Linked DNA regions of Mus musculus: region 2 is linked to region 1. A link is a contact called in public promoter capture Hi-C data. All regions are on one chromosome and are shown on one strand. The core of a region is the stretch at or near the end of the contact, and the rest is flanking DNA. Distances in the headings are between cores, read along the strand shown.

Region 1 (6,828 bases), core at 3,054-5,553:
GCCAGGTCTGATGGCCTGAGTTTTATTCTCAGGACCCACACGATGCAAGGAGAGAACTGACTCCTAAACACTATCCTTTGACCTCCTTACATGAACTATGACACACACATTCCTCCATGTGGTCCCCCGAACACAGATAGACAGAGATAGATAGATAGATAGATAGATAGATAGATAGATAGATAGATAGATAGATAGATATAATAAAGATCTAGAGTCATTTCACCTAGAAAATTAGTTTGTGCCACTTTGGAAAGTACTTTGCTTTTATATGAATTTCTTTTTTAAGATTTATTTACTAGTATACATAAGTACACTGTAGCTATCTTCAGATGCACCAGAAGAGGGCGTCAGATCTCATTACTGGTGGTTGTGAGCCACCATGTGGTTGCTGGGATTTGAACTCAGGACCTCTGGAAGAGCAGTCAGTGCTCTTAACTGCTGAGCCATCTTGACAGCCCATGATTTTTTTTTTTTTTTTCATCAGAATTCAAAATGTAGAATCCCAATTAGGAAAGTACCATGGACGACATTTTAACCCAAAGACTCTTATGGGAGCTTGGCAATGTCAAAATGTTGATAAACTATTTGGACAAAAAAATAATGTTGGCCTTGGAGGCAAAAACAGTGGGTTGCTGGGCGTGGTGGCGAATGCCTTTCTTTAATCCCAGCACTCAGGAGGCAGGGGCAGGCAGATTTCTGAGTTTGAGGCCAGCCTGATCTACAAAAGTGAGTTCCAGGACAGCCAGGGCTATACAGAGAAACCCTGTATAAAAAAACAAAGCAAAACAAAAAAAACAACAACAAAAAAAAAACAACCCAACTCAACCCAACCCAAACCAAAAGGATGTAGTTTAGTGGCAGAGGGTTTCCTAGCACACACAGGGCTGAATTAAATCAGAGACACTGACAAAACCTAAAATGAAACACTCATACCAAAAAATACAAGCTCACTGAATTCCCTGATAGTTCTGCATGCTCTCGGACCCATCTGATACCAGCACAGTACAATGTAGACTGAGAAACAAACCAAGCAACTTGCCATAGGAGTATCCCCAAACCTGGCTTCCGTGTGCATAGCCACACTTTTGCATAAATCTGTAAAACATAAATTAGTTTGTGTGATCTTGTTTTCAGTTTGCTGATTTAAAAAAAAAATCCCCATGGTAACTCTCACAACAGTATTTTGAATTACGACCTGCACATAGACTAATACCTACTGCTTACTGCTTTCCCTTGGCATGGTGAATTATATGAAACATTAACCGTGCTATGATTACAACCAGAGAGCAGCAGTCTCAGTATAACAGATTCCACAATAGGTTGTAGCAGTATTGTATGGAATTCTTTGCTCTGGGCTTGACATGACATTGGCCATCATGGGCACAGTAGCTTTGATAATCTAGCAGACACCTCTGCCTTCAGAACGATACAGCAGACAGCTAGTTAGCCAATGGGAGTGGAGCTCCCTTGCTGTAGGGTGAGAGTCATGAGATCATCATAATCCCTCTTATGCTTTTCTGAGGTTTTATGCACTACTCCTTCCTGTTCATATATGTGTGATCTCAAAAATACTAAAGAATAGGAGGAGATAGAAATTCAATGGGGATGGGACCCTTTGGTGGTATAGCTTGTTCGTGGGTCACTCAGGCTCCTGGAACCCCAACAGGTTCACTTATTTCACCAAGGTAGGCATGGTAAGTTTCTTAGGTTTCTCTGTTCCTGGTCTATTTGAGATAAACAGCTATTTCTCTTCTGCCTCTCCAGGGAGGTCTTACAACAGTTCATCACAAGGATTTTTCAGAATGATTCAGAGGTAGAACATTTGCCTAGCATTGACAAGGCTCCTCACTGGACATGTTTAGGGTCCTGGTATAATCTCTGGCCCTAAGAAAAGTTTCAAACCAATGAAAATATATAATGTCAATTTATAGCCAGATATGATAGCAGATTTCGATAGATCCTAGTACTTGGAAGTGGAGATGGCAGACTTTTTAGCAAGTTTGAGGCCAATCTGGTCTAAAAAGCAAGTTGTAGGCCAGCCAGGGGGATGGGATATAAAGACAGCCTGATTTCAAATAAAACTAAGAGGTACAATTTTCACCATCTGTATTGTTGCTAAGACTCTATTTTGCCTTGAAAGGTATTTTCCCTCCTCTCTCATTAAATGTTTAATGACACAAACACTAAGTGTCTGTGGTGGTTTTGAATATGAATGGCCCATAGGTAGTAGCACTGTTGGGAGATGTGGACCTGTTGGAGGAAGGGTGTCACTGTGGGGATGGGCTTTGAGACCCTCCTCGTAGCTGCTTGCAAGACAGTCTTCTCCTGTTTGCCTTCAGAACAAGATGTAGAACTCTCAGCTCCTCCTCCAGAGCCATGCCTACCTGGATGCTGTCATGATGATAAAGGACTGAACCTCAGAACCAGTAAGCCAGCCCCAATTAAACGTCTTTTATAAAAGTTGCCTTGGTCGTGATGTCTGTTCACAGCATTGAAACCCTAACTAAGATAGTTTCATACCTTTGTTTTGCAAAGACCAAAGCAGCCCAAGAGAAACCCAAAAAATAAAGACCTGACGGAGTCCAGCTAGCCAGTCATGTGATGGCATAAGCAACACACATTTATTCCACAGTGTAGCACCTGTTAAGTGGCAAGCTTAGCCCCAGATAGCTCTCTTAGCTCTGTGATGGGCAGACGGTACCATCTGCTCGCTTCGAAGTTTACCAGTTCCACCGTCTGCTGAAAGAGACATCATTGCTTATAAAAACAAACAATCTGGAATCTTACTGAAAGGCTGTGGTGTTAAGGAACTCTTAGAAAAGAAGATACACTGTGCATGGCAGAGCACAGGTTTCAGACCACGTGTGGTGGGAGGGTTCCTGTATGTTCATATGCGCACCTGTGGGTGCCGGGGCACACTTTGTGTGTGCATGGGGGAAGTCTGAGGGGAACTTTTGAGTGTTCTTCATTACACTCAACTCTTCTTCTTTCTTGAGACAAGATCTCTTCACTGGACTTGTCACTTGCCCGGTTAGCCAGCAAGCCCCAGGGGTCCTTCCGTCTTTACTCCCCCAGTGCTGGGTTAACACGTGTGTTGCCACCTGTTTCTCGACATGGCACATGTGGAGGTCACAGGACAAGTGTATGCAGTTAGTTCTCTCCTTCCCTCTTCGGATTGAACTCCAGATAACAGGCAGGTGGGGCAAAGTCATCTCAGCCTCACCATGATGGCCCTGATTTAGGTGTTTGTTGTTTGTTTGTTTGTTTTTTAGATTTATTATTTATTTGTTATACGTAAGTACACTGTAGCTGTCTTCAGACACCTCGGAAGAGGGCATCAGATCTCATTATAGATGGTTGTGAGCCACCATGTGGTTGCTGGGATTTGAACTCGGGACCTTTGGAAGAGCAGTCAGTGTTCTTAACTGCTGAGCCATCTCTCCAGCCCTGTTTGTTTATAAGACAGAATTTTACATGGTCCAGGTTTCCCAGGAACTTGCTATGCAGCTGAGGGTGACCTTGAATGGGTTTTCTTCTTCCACATCCAGTAAGGGCACTGGTTTTATTTATTTATTTATTTATTTATTTATTTATTTATTTACTTTATATCCCGCTCCCTGCCCCTCCAGCTGAGGGTGACCTTGAATGGGTTTTCTTCTTCCACACCCAGTAAGGGCACTGGTTTATTTATTTATTTATTTATTTATTCATTCAATTTATTTACTTTATATCCAGCTCCCTGCCCCTCATTCCACAATCCGTCCCCTAGGCACAGGTTTTAGAGTTAGATAATCTGACTTTCTCTCCCAGCTCTGCAACCTTCACAGCCTGAGTGCCCGATCTGGGCAGCTCACTAACCCATCTCTCCTCTTGGTTGGTTACTGTGCAGTTTCCAGTTGAGGAACAAATGAATAACTCACGTCAGAGATCTGGCACCACATTCCTGACCTGGAGCCCTTGAGGGGTTCTCTGTCTTCTCATGACAGATACCAGTCTTGGCACACATCACTGTGTTTCCCTCCCCGACAGTGCTGTTACCTTTTACCCACTAAGGAGTGGGAACTTGAGACATATATCTAGATCAAGTGTACAGATAACCTCACTGAAGATACTTCACTCTCTTAAGCCAAAGGCAAGCATGAAATAAGGGAGCATGCTAAGACACGGTAAAATCTGAAATATAACTATGCTAAGGAAGCCAGAAGTTTCTTTTATAGCCATCTGTTACATAACATCTGAAGAAATAACAGCTAAATGTGAAAGCTTATAGTCTAAAGAAAGAGAAGCAAATTGTTTCAACACTTTAATATGGCATTTCTCCATAGCGAATCCAGACATCAGTTGCCAGAGCCGGGCAAGATAATTACAGCAATTCCTGTAATTCCAGCAACTGGGAGTTTGAAGCCGGAGGATCTGGAGTTCAAGGTCATCTCCCCCTACTTAGCCCAAGACTAGACTGGGCTACCATAGGCCCTACCTCCCTTGCTCTAAGTGTTCGTGCTCTTTTGTCTCGTTTTCTGTGTCTCTGAAGAACTGATGCTTGGGCCTCAGGCAGGCCAGACAAGGTAAGCATTTATCTCTGGCCAACATCCTCAGCTATTTTATAATTGCATTTGGGATGTGGTTTAAAAAGGGTATTCCCAGGCCTATCCCAAACATGTAGTCTTTCTGCCTCAGCCTCCTGAAATTGTACAGAAAGCATCCACCAACAGCCCGGCCGGCCCGGCACAAACTTGATGTTAATCACAGGGAAGAGCATACTCGATGATCTAGAAAAAGATAGGCTAGAAATAACAAAGGAGGACTAAGAGTCCTAAGACTCTGAAGCTAAGCGTTTGATGCGTTCGATCCTTAGTAAACTCCTTTCTCCTACACAGTTGTTTGTTTGTTTATGTAAATAAGGTCTCAGAGCTTGACAAATAAGGTCTCAAGTAGCAAACAAAGTCTGGCCTTTAACTAATTCTCTGGCCTCTACCCTACCTACTTCTGAGCTTGCAGGCCTGCTTCAGGCAGGGTTATCCTCTCAAAAGGGGTGGGGGAGGGTGTGAGAAGACTGAGTGTTCAAAGCTCACATACATTTTCTTTCCTTCTGGTCTGGTTGTGGGTTTCTGTATCTCTTCTCATCTGTTGCAGGAGGAAACCTCTCTGAGGACCACATATGTTTTCTAACTGCGATCCTATCAATAGCTGTCCTTGATAGATGATTTTTTTTTCCTTTTCCTTTGAAGTTGTGGGAGTTGAATCTAGGGCCTCGAGCATGTTGGACAAATGCCATACAACGGACCTACCACCTCTAGCCCCCAAACAAAAATTTTCACTGTCTCAGTGTCTAATGTCTGACACCCTCTGTCTTTTTCTTTGCTTTTGTGAAATTCCCAAGGCTCGTAGATTGGTTCTTGTTTGGTAGTTCTAGGGCTCAAACCTAGGTCCCTGGGCATGTGAATCAAGTACAGAGCCTTATCGTCAGTCTGCTCTGGCATTAAACGGGATATTAAACAGGAAAAGCAGACAGGGCCGGAGAGTGGAGGCATGTGAAAATGGAGCCTCTTGTTGCAGAAACACTAATCTACTGGCTAAGGACCAGATAGTTCACTGTGTACCACACCCAGTCCAGTTGCAATGTTTTCTTTCAAACCAACTCTGCAGAAGGTAAGGACATTCCATTTGACCTACCAAAATACTCCTCATGGTAGAGGTATTCTTTACTGTGTGGATAATGAGGCTACATTTCCCCTTAGAAATTAGTAAAATGAGCTGGGTGTGGTGATACATGCCTTTAATCCCAGCACTTGGGAGGAAGAGATAGGTGGATCTCTGTGAGTTCAAGGCCAGGTTGGTTTATAAAGAGAGTTCAAAAACAGCCAGGGCTGTTATACAGAGGAGAAACTTTGGGGGTGGGGAAGGGAGGGTTAGAGAGAAAGAGAGAGAGAGAGAAAGAGAGAGAGAGAGATAAGATAATGTCTGCACACAAAGGAATAAAGGAAGCTGATTATCTAAAGTGGCACTGGCTTCCATCTTACCCACACAAGTGATCTAAGGACAGAGAGCAAAGCAGCTTCCTGAGCTGGACACGGTCAACTGTCCACGTGACTGTAAGCCACCTATGGAGCAGGGAGGAGGACGGTCACTTCTATTTTTCCCTGAAATGTTCCTTGGGAAAGAGTGACAACGTAACACATCTGTAACCTGAGCACGTATGAGGCTGAGGGAGGCAGGAGAGGCTGACTTGCCTGCACAGTGAGAGTCTACCTCAGAGCAAACAAACACACCCAGTCCGGTTGCAATGTTTTCTTTCAAACCAAGCACACGACCAGTGTGGCACATCACAACAGGGCCCAGTCTTTAGCACACCAATTCCGTGATGGAAGTGTTAAGGCCCAGGAACTGCTGCCTGTCTAGCCAGCCAGTTGATGCTGTTACTAATGTTACCAGGAAATGCTCTCATGCCAGAGTTGATTGCATATGCTGTTTGGTGTTCTTGGAAACCAATCACAATCAGGTCACTTAGAACTGCTTTGTATAGTTATAAGCTTGGACCTGAACCAACTGCCTGGTGGCATTTCCTGCATTTGTGTACGATGAGCTGCCGCTAGGATGGACCCTTCAACATAAGAGAGACACCTACATAAGAGAAGCCACGTGGAGTATGGTTTGCATTTTATATGGGAGTCAATTAGAGTTTTAAGTTCCCCAAACCTCCCTGGGAACTGACATCCTACTTGGCAGAAAGAGTCATATGTGTGGGTAACTGACATAATGGTTGGCAAGTTAAGACATGAAAGTTAGGCAAGGCAAGTTTCCTGCCACAGTTGAATATGCCAACCA
Region 2 (6,828 bases), core at 2,724-5,223, 2.8 Mb before region 1:
CATGAATACAGACTGGCAAGCCTAGTTTAGATTAATCCATTCAACAGGAGTAAGGGATGACTGGGTGCCAGACACTGTTCACATAGAGGTGAGTGACCCAGTCCAGGTTTAAATGAGCCCATGGTCTACTGTGACTGACAAAGGAGTATTAGGCATCCCTAAGAAATAGCCTCATCCCCAGCCTCTGGAAATGCAAAGTGCTCTGGACATGGTGGACAAGAGCCATGGGAACCAGGTTAAGGGGAGAGGAGGTCAGCAAAGGATTCTGGGAACCAGTCAGATAGATAAAAGACACTGGGAGTGGAGTCGCTTCCTGATAAAGGAAATGGTGAGTTGGTACTTGGTCAGGACAAGGAGGATTACAAGAGGAGGGAGAGACTGAGGGCAGACTGTGATAGGCTTGCTGAGAACAGCTGGCTGGAGAGCAGGCTTCATCTAAGGTCCTGGCTGCAGGAAGGAAGGGTAGATTCATGGTCTAGACTGGGGAGACACTTCCACAGGGAAACATTGGCTCTACCCTCCCCAGATCACCAGCAGGACAGCAACATGTGAACCACGGTTGAGAAGTACTCTGCCTACCTGCCTTCCTTGGTGCCGTTCTTTACAATCACCCATCCATTGAACAGGCATTGATTATGCTACTCTGGCCAAAGCCTATCTGGGAGATAGGTTTACAAGCCTGAAAAAACAGTCTCTAACCTCCTTACCACTGTCTACAGTGTGTGGGAATGCCACAGTGGGGGAACAGATTAGCAAGGAGTGTTGCCTGAAAAGGTGGCCACTGCCTTGTGATGGGCAACTCAAACAGGCACCTCAATAAAAAATAAGATTTTTATAGCTATTGAACTATAGAAACATTTTTAAAAATCGCAACCACTCAGTTTGATAGCTGCCAAAATCGCCTTTACTCTAACACAGTGGTTCTCGATCTGTAACAACCCCTTTGGCAAATCTGTATCTCCAAAACTATTTATGTTACAGTTCATAACAGTAACAAAATCATATTATGGCTGGGGGGGGGTCACCACAACATGAAGAACTGTATTAAAGGGCTGCAGCATCAGACAGGTTGAGAAACAGAGAAACACTAACCTAACACCTGCAATTTCTTTTCTTTTTCTCTTTTCTTTTCTTTTTTTTTGAGACAGGGTTTCTTTGTATAGCCCTGCCTATCCTGGAACTCACTCTGTAGACCAGGCTGGCCTCGAACTCAGAAATCTGCCCGCCTCTGCCTCCCCAGTGCTGGGATTAATGACATGTGCCACCACTGCCTAGGACACCTGCAATTTCTAAGCTTACAGGGTAGATTTAACTGTTACAGTGTCTAAAGCCCTCTCATTTCATTGGTTTACTGTCTTGAGGCTTATTAGGTGAGGCCATGTTTTTTTTTTGTTTTGTTTTTTGTTTTTTTGTTTTTTTGGTTTTTCGAGACAGGGTTTCTTTGTATAGCCCTGGCTGTCCTGGAACTCACTTTGTAGACCAGGCTGCCCTCGAACTCAGAGATCCACCTGCCTCTGCCTCCCGAGTGCTGGGATTAAAGGCGTGCACCACCATGCCCGGCTGTGAGGCCATGTTTTGCAACTCCGATTCCAAGCCCTGGCTCTTCAACTGTAGTAGGGGATTTTTAAAAGTCCTAATTCTAACTACAGTTTGGAATCTATTAGTCAGTGGTCTCTAGAGGCACAGAACTCATGGGTAGTCTCTATATAGTAAGGATTTGTTGATGACTTACAGTAGTCCAACTCCCAACAATGGTCAGCAGCAGCTGTGAATGGAAGTCCAAGGATCTAGCAGTTGCTCAGTCCCACAAGGCAAGCAGGTGAAGAAGAGAGTGAATCTTCCTTCTTCCATTGTCCTTATGTATGTCTCCAGCAGAAGGTGTAGCCCAGATTAAAGGTGTGTGCCACCACTTCTGGGATTCATAGCCACTATGCTTCAAGATCTCCCTGCCAAGATCCAGGTCAGAAACTTGTATCTCCCAGATTCCAGATTAGAATCACAGGTGAGCCTACCAATTCTGGATTGTAGTTCATTCCAGATACAGTCAAGCTGACAACCAGGAGTAGCCATTACAGTATCCATAAGGTTTCCCAGGGCCCTAATGGCTACATTCTCACTCTCAACTGGGATTCTATCATAGGAGGCAATGCTGGTAGACTCAAGCTGGGAGAAGCCTGCCTTGGCTGTTATATAAGATTTGGGGGGGCTGGAGAGATGGCTCGGTGGGTAAGAGCACCCGACTGCTCTTCTGAAGGCCAGGAGTTCAAATCCCAGCAACCACATGGTGGCTCACAACCATCCATAACGAGATCTGACTCTCTCTTCTGGGGTGTCTGAGGACAGCTACAGTGTACTTACATATAATAAATAAATAAATAAATCTTAAAAAAAAATTTGGGTTCACATTTTCAAATGAAAGGTAAACAATTACTAGTCAATAGACATAGCTTTCTTTTTGTAGACAAATCTGCCATGACTGTGGGAGTAGAGTAAGCAAGGAGGTTCTTTTAGCAAAAGGTTGGAAACTACTGAGCCCAGGAATCTTGAGTGCAAAGGGCAAAGAGCTATCACTTCCCCACGTGCAGCCCTTAAACAACTGCTGCCATTTTAGCACACGCTCTGGTTCAGTTGTTGGGCAGGAGGCTAGAGCTAGCAGGCCTGAGCAGGAGGGAAGACATTCTGAGATCAAATATCTTTCATAAAGAAAAAGCTGGAAGAACTCCTCCTTGCCCGCCTTTGCTCTGCTCTTCCTCCGCTCCTGGAGCAGAGATCTTGAATACACCCATGACACCCCTTTCACCTCTAAAGCTTTGTGTGCCTTATTTTAATCAATACCCATTTTATAGACTGGGTCACACAGCTAGCGAGCCAAGGCAACAGAGCCACACACACGTGGCTCTTGCAGTCCTTCAGTACTGTGCTGACACAGTTCTGGGCATAGACAGGGCATACTGGGATTAGGGCAAGTATAGCCCTTTTTAGGACATTATTTTTTTCCTGGTGATATTAGGAACTTTTCTTATAATTCTCTATAATATCTGAATTTTTCTTAATAAGAAGTATTGCATTTCTGATGAGAAAACAAAACAAAAACCCCAGGTATTAAAAAAGAACTTCTCTGGATGGATCCCACAGTAGCTACTGCCTGGAGGCTCCCTGCGTGGACTCTTCCAATGAGGCTATTGAATATGCACTGAGTTCCACATTTGGTGAGCCAAGGGCAGATGAATTTTGAAATCCGGGGAGGTGGTTTGGGTTGCCCTGTACGAGTCTGTAGAGTAGAAAATAGGGCTGAAGGAAAAACCCTGGAAGCAACTGGTGGAAGAGGAGCAAGTGTGAGGGCAAATAGAAAAGCTTTATTACTAGCTCCACATTAGTGCTCTATAACACAAGCCAGTGTTTTGTCCACGACCTTTACATTCTAGAGTCAAAACGTTTCTTGAAAGTCTCAAAATTCTGCTAGCCTTGATCCAAGTCTTTAAATTGTGATGTCTAGTTTTTTTAGTAAATGCGTGAAGAGTTCTGGTCTCTTCTTCAGAGACCCTGGGCTTTTGAACAAGTTACCTGACTTCTTCAAGCCCAGTATCTCCTTTTACAAGATAAGAATAACCGGGCTCTTCTCACAGTTATTGGGAAAGAAATTTTAGAAATAAAATGCAAAATAAAATGGGGAGAATACTGTCAGTGGTTTAAAGCTGATACTTACCAAGTTAACTGGCTCTCCAGAGACCACGACTATTCGAGGTACTCAGGAGGAACTCACTCTATCCAGCTCTAGACACAAAGAGGTCAAAACCTTTGTTGGGTGGTTTAGGAGGCCCTGGAGTCAGGCAAGAATTTCTGCTCCACCACGGAAATCCCCAGCCGCTGAAAGACTACCACTCCCAGAATGCAACGCTCCGGCCGACAACCCACCGCTTCCGTGTGGGCGGCGCGCCGGTGCCGCTCTACACTCTACCTTGCCTCGGCAGCCTTGGCGCGGCTGCTGTCGCGCGCTTTGGAGGCTGGGTGATGGGCGTCGCTCTAGGTGTCGCCTCGTTTCGAGGTCCAGTTGCACTTCCGCGCGATGGAGACCGGATGCTGGGTGCTGGGCGGCGAATTTGAGGACTCGGTGTTCGAGCAGAGGCCGGAGCGCCGGCCCGAGCCGCCCTCCCCCTACCGCGCCAAGCTCTGCGAGCCGCAGGTGAGACGGCTGCCCCTCTTGCCGCTCCGCTCTGGAGCCGGCCTGCGGCGAGGCCCACCACCGTCACTGTCCACCCGCCCTGCAACCAAGCACGGCGACTTCACTCTTGTACCCTCGGGTTGTCTGTCTCCGTCCCCCACCCTCAACCCACGTGTCCTGCAGGCGGGCCCGGGCTAGCATCACACGCCCCCTTCCTGCCTCCAGCCCCGCCCAGGTGCTCCGCCGTAGCATCCTTGCAGGCCTGCTGGCTGCCTAGAAGAATAAAATAGTTCCAAGCTAATTATGTTTCATCATTTCCTAGTAATGTATTGAGACTTGGATATGTTATTGTTGAGTTGGGATGGCTAGCTATGTGACTAAATGGTTGCAGAGTGCCGAACCTAACGGTGGCTCAAATACCTCGTCTCGAGTGACCCAGTGTTTAAAGAATAGAACAAAGTTTTTCTTACTGTGATGGCCCAGTAGAAGGAGAGGCACTAATTTAGCACGCTTATGATGAGCCTTGATACTCAGTGAAGTGTATTTCTCAGAATACAACCAAGCTATTACAATGTTAACTGTACTGAGTCAACAGAATTTAGAGACTTTCTTCAGCCTCAGCAGGTTTTATTGTAAAAGAGAATAGGAGATGCTTCTTTGGGGCTGGAAAATTGGGCATGCAGAATGCTTTTCATCCTTTTTTTTTAATTCTTTCTTGGTAGTTACATCTGGATCTCACCTTATGTCCAGTGGGTTTACATCAGAAGAGGTCGTCTTACAGATGTGTCCTCAGATCCTCCAAATCTTTGTCTGGGATGCACAGAAACCTGACTCCAGTTAAAATTTCCTGTGCTCTGTGTGCCTTTGTAGCATTTTTATAATAGGACCATCGCCATAATCACAGTTTCCTACGTCTTGTGCACAATTTTGTCAGTCCCTATTCACTCTCAATTGCTCTAAAAGAAAGCAGATAGCACTTTAAGAGTCACTGGACTGCACTTGGTGATGTCATTTCCAATAACTTCACTGTGGTTGAAACCGTGTGCTTTTATTTATTTTTTAAATCTGTCATTGACATGTATAGACATGTGATCATTACAACTTTTATTTTTTAAAACCACGTTCATTTATTTGTGTGTGGGTGAGAGAGCCATGGCACTGTGTGGCGGTCAGGGGACAAACTGCAGTTGTTGATTCTTTCCTTCCACCACATGGGGCCCATAGATCAAATCAGGTTGTCCGACCTAGTGACAAGTGCCTTTACCCGCCGAGGCATCTCACAGGCCGTCTTATCATTTTAATAAAAATTGGGCTGTCAGAGAGATGGCTCAGCAGGTAAAGTCACCTGCAGCCGAGTTTGATGAACTGTGTTCTATCACCAGAGCTGGAAGAGTAGAAGGAGAGAACCAACCAGCAGTTATGCTCTGACTTCCGTATGTGCTCAGTAGCGTGGATGGGCCCACATACGTATAACATGTATTAAAAATATTTTTTTTAAAATCTGGGCCATCATGAAGATTGTCATTGGTGGCTCAGTGAGTGACGTGTTTGGCGTCTAGCATGAGGATTCATGATTCCTAGCACTCACATAAACTGGGCGTGCCAACCAGCACAGGAAGGCGGAGACAGGAGTACCTTGGGGCTTGCTGGCAGCCGATCTAGCTGACTGGTCCAGTGAGAGACCCTGTCTTGAGGTAACAAGATTGAGACTGATTGAGACAACTAATGTTGATCTCTGGCCCGCACACCACATGGGGATGCACACATTTACTGCGCATGTAAACGTATCATTTAGTCTGATGTGGTCATCCGGGTCTGTAATCTCAGCACTTGGAGGGCGTACGATGAGATGCTGTTTTAAAAAGCAGAATATAGCCATCCCTTGTCCATTGCTTTGCCTTGTGTCATCCTGAAGAAGTGTGGCCTTGACGTTTAGATGGTTGTGTCATGGGAAAGTGCTTTTGACTGTGAAGTGGAAAAGCATACTTCAGCCGCCATCGTAAACTTTATCTTCTTGGTTCCTAGTGGTTTTATGAAGAGACAGAATGTAGTGACGATATTGAAGTTCTCACTCTCAAGAAATTCAGAGGGGACCTGGCCTACAGACGACAGGAATACGAGGTGGGGGTCAACACGAGTGGGACTTTGGCATTTCAGCTGGGCTCTGGTTTTATCATCAGTAGCACATGCAGAGAGCAGTGTGTGCCAGGTTAGCAGTGTGCTTTGTGGATGGATTTAGTCTTTGGTGGGGCCTATAGATAATCTTAGACTCTTCAGTCTACGCCTTTTCTACAGGGTCCATATTATGTTTTGTTTTTTCATAATTCCAGACAAAGACTACTTTGAGGATCCCTGTAGGTCTGCTTTCCCATTTATATCCACTCGCCTGTGAATCTCCAACGTGTCACAGGAACAAAATACCCCACAACATGCAAGAGAAGGAAGGGATGAACAGTTAGATGCCAGATTGTTTCACATACAAGTCTCATTTCATCTTTGGGCAAATATTAATAAGGTATATAGCTGGGTCTGGTGCCATATACCTTTAATCCCAACACTTGGGAGGTGGAGGCAGAGGTAGGTGGATATCTGTGAGTTCAAGACCATCCTAATTAATCTAGGTAGCAAATTCAGGTGTCTGTCTGTCTGTCTGTCTCTCTCTCTCT

Evidence for each region. Promoter capture Hi-C pulls out the DNA fragments that hold promoters and counts their contacts.
Region 2: a contact with region 1 is called in a promoter capture Hi-C map of the 3T3-L1 cell line, with 6 times the contacts expected there. The contact joins the promoter of 9130401M01Rik here to the enhancer-like site in region 1. A contact is called at or near these places in 5 of 39 promoter capture datasets (the 3T3-L1 cell line, the C10 cell line, embryonic stem cells and 2 more) and 1 of 9 other capture datasets (liver).

Annotation. Positions count from the first base shown.
Region 1 is chr15:55,197,781-55,204,608 of GRCm38.p6, reverse strand. All of the region lies in intron 4 of Deptor (DEP domain containing MTOR-interacting protein), which reads right to left. Among named protein-coding and RNA genes, the nearest start is that of Gm26296, 61 kb to the left of the region's middle. Within about 2 kb of position 4,303, at least 47 of the 459 cell types and tissues checked have an H3K27ac peak or open chromatin away from gene starts, as enhancers often do.
Region 2 is chr15:58,031,439-58,038,266 of GRCm38.p6, reverse strand. 9130401M01Rik (RIKEN cDNA 9130401M01 gene) reads left to right here and starts at 3,973. Exons shown (of 6, transcript NM_029418.4): 1 at 3,973-4,183; 2 at 6,188-6,283. The coding sequence starts at 4,067.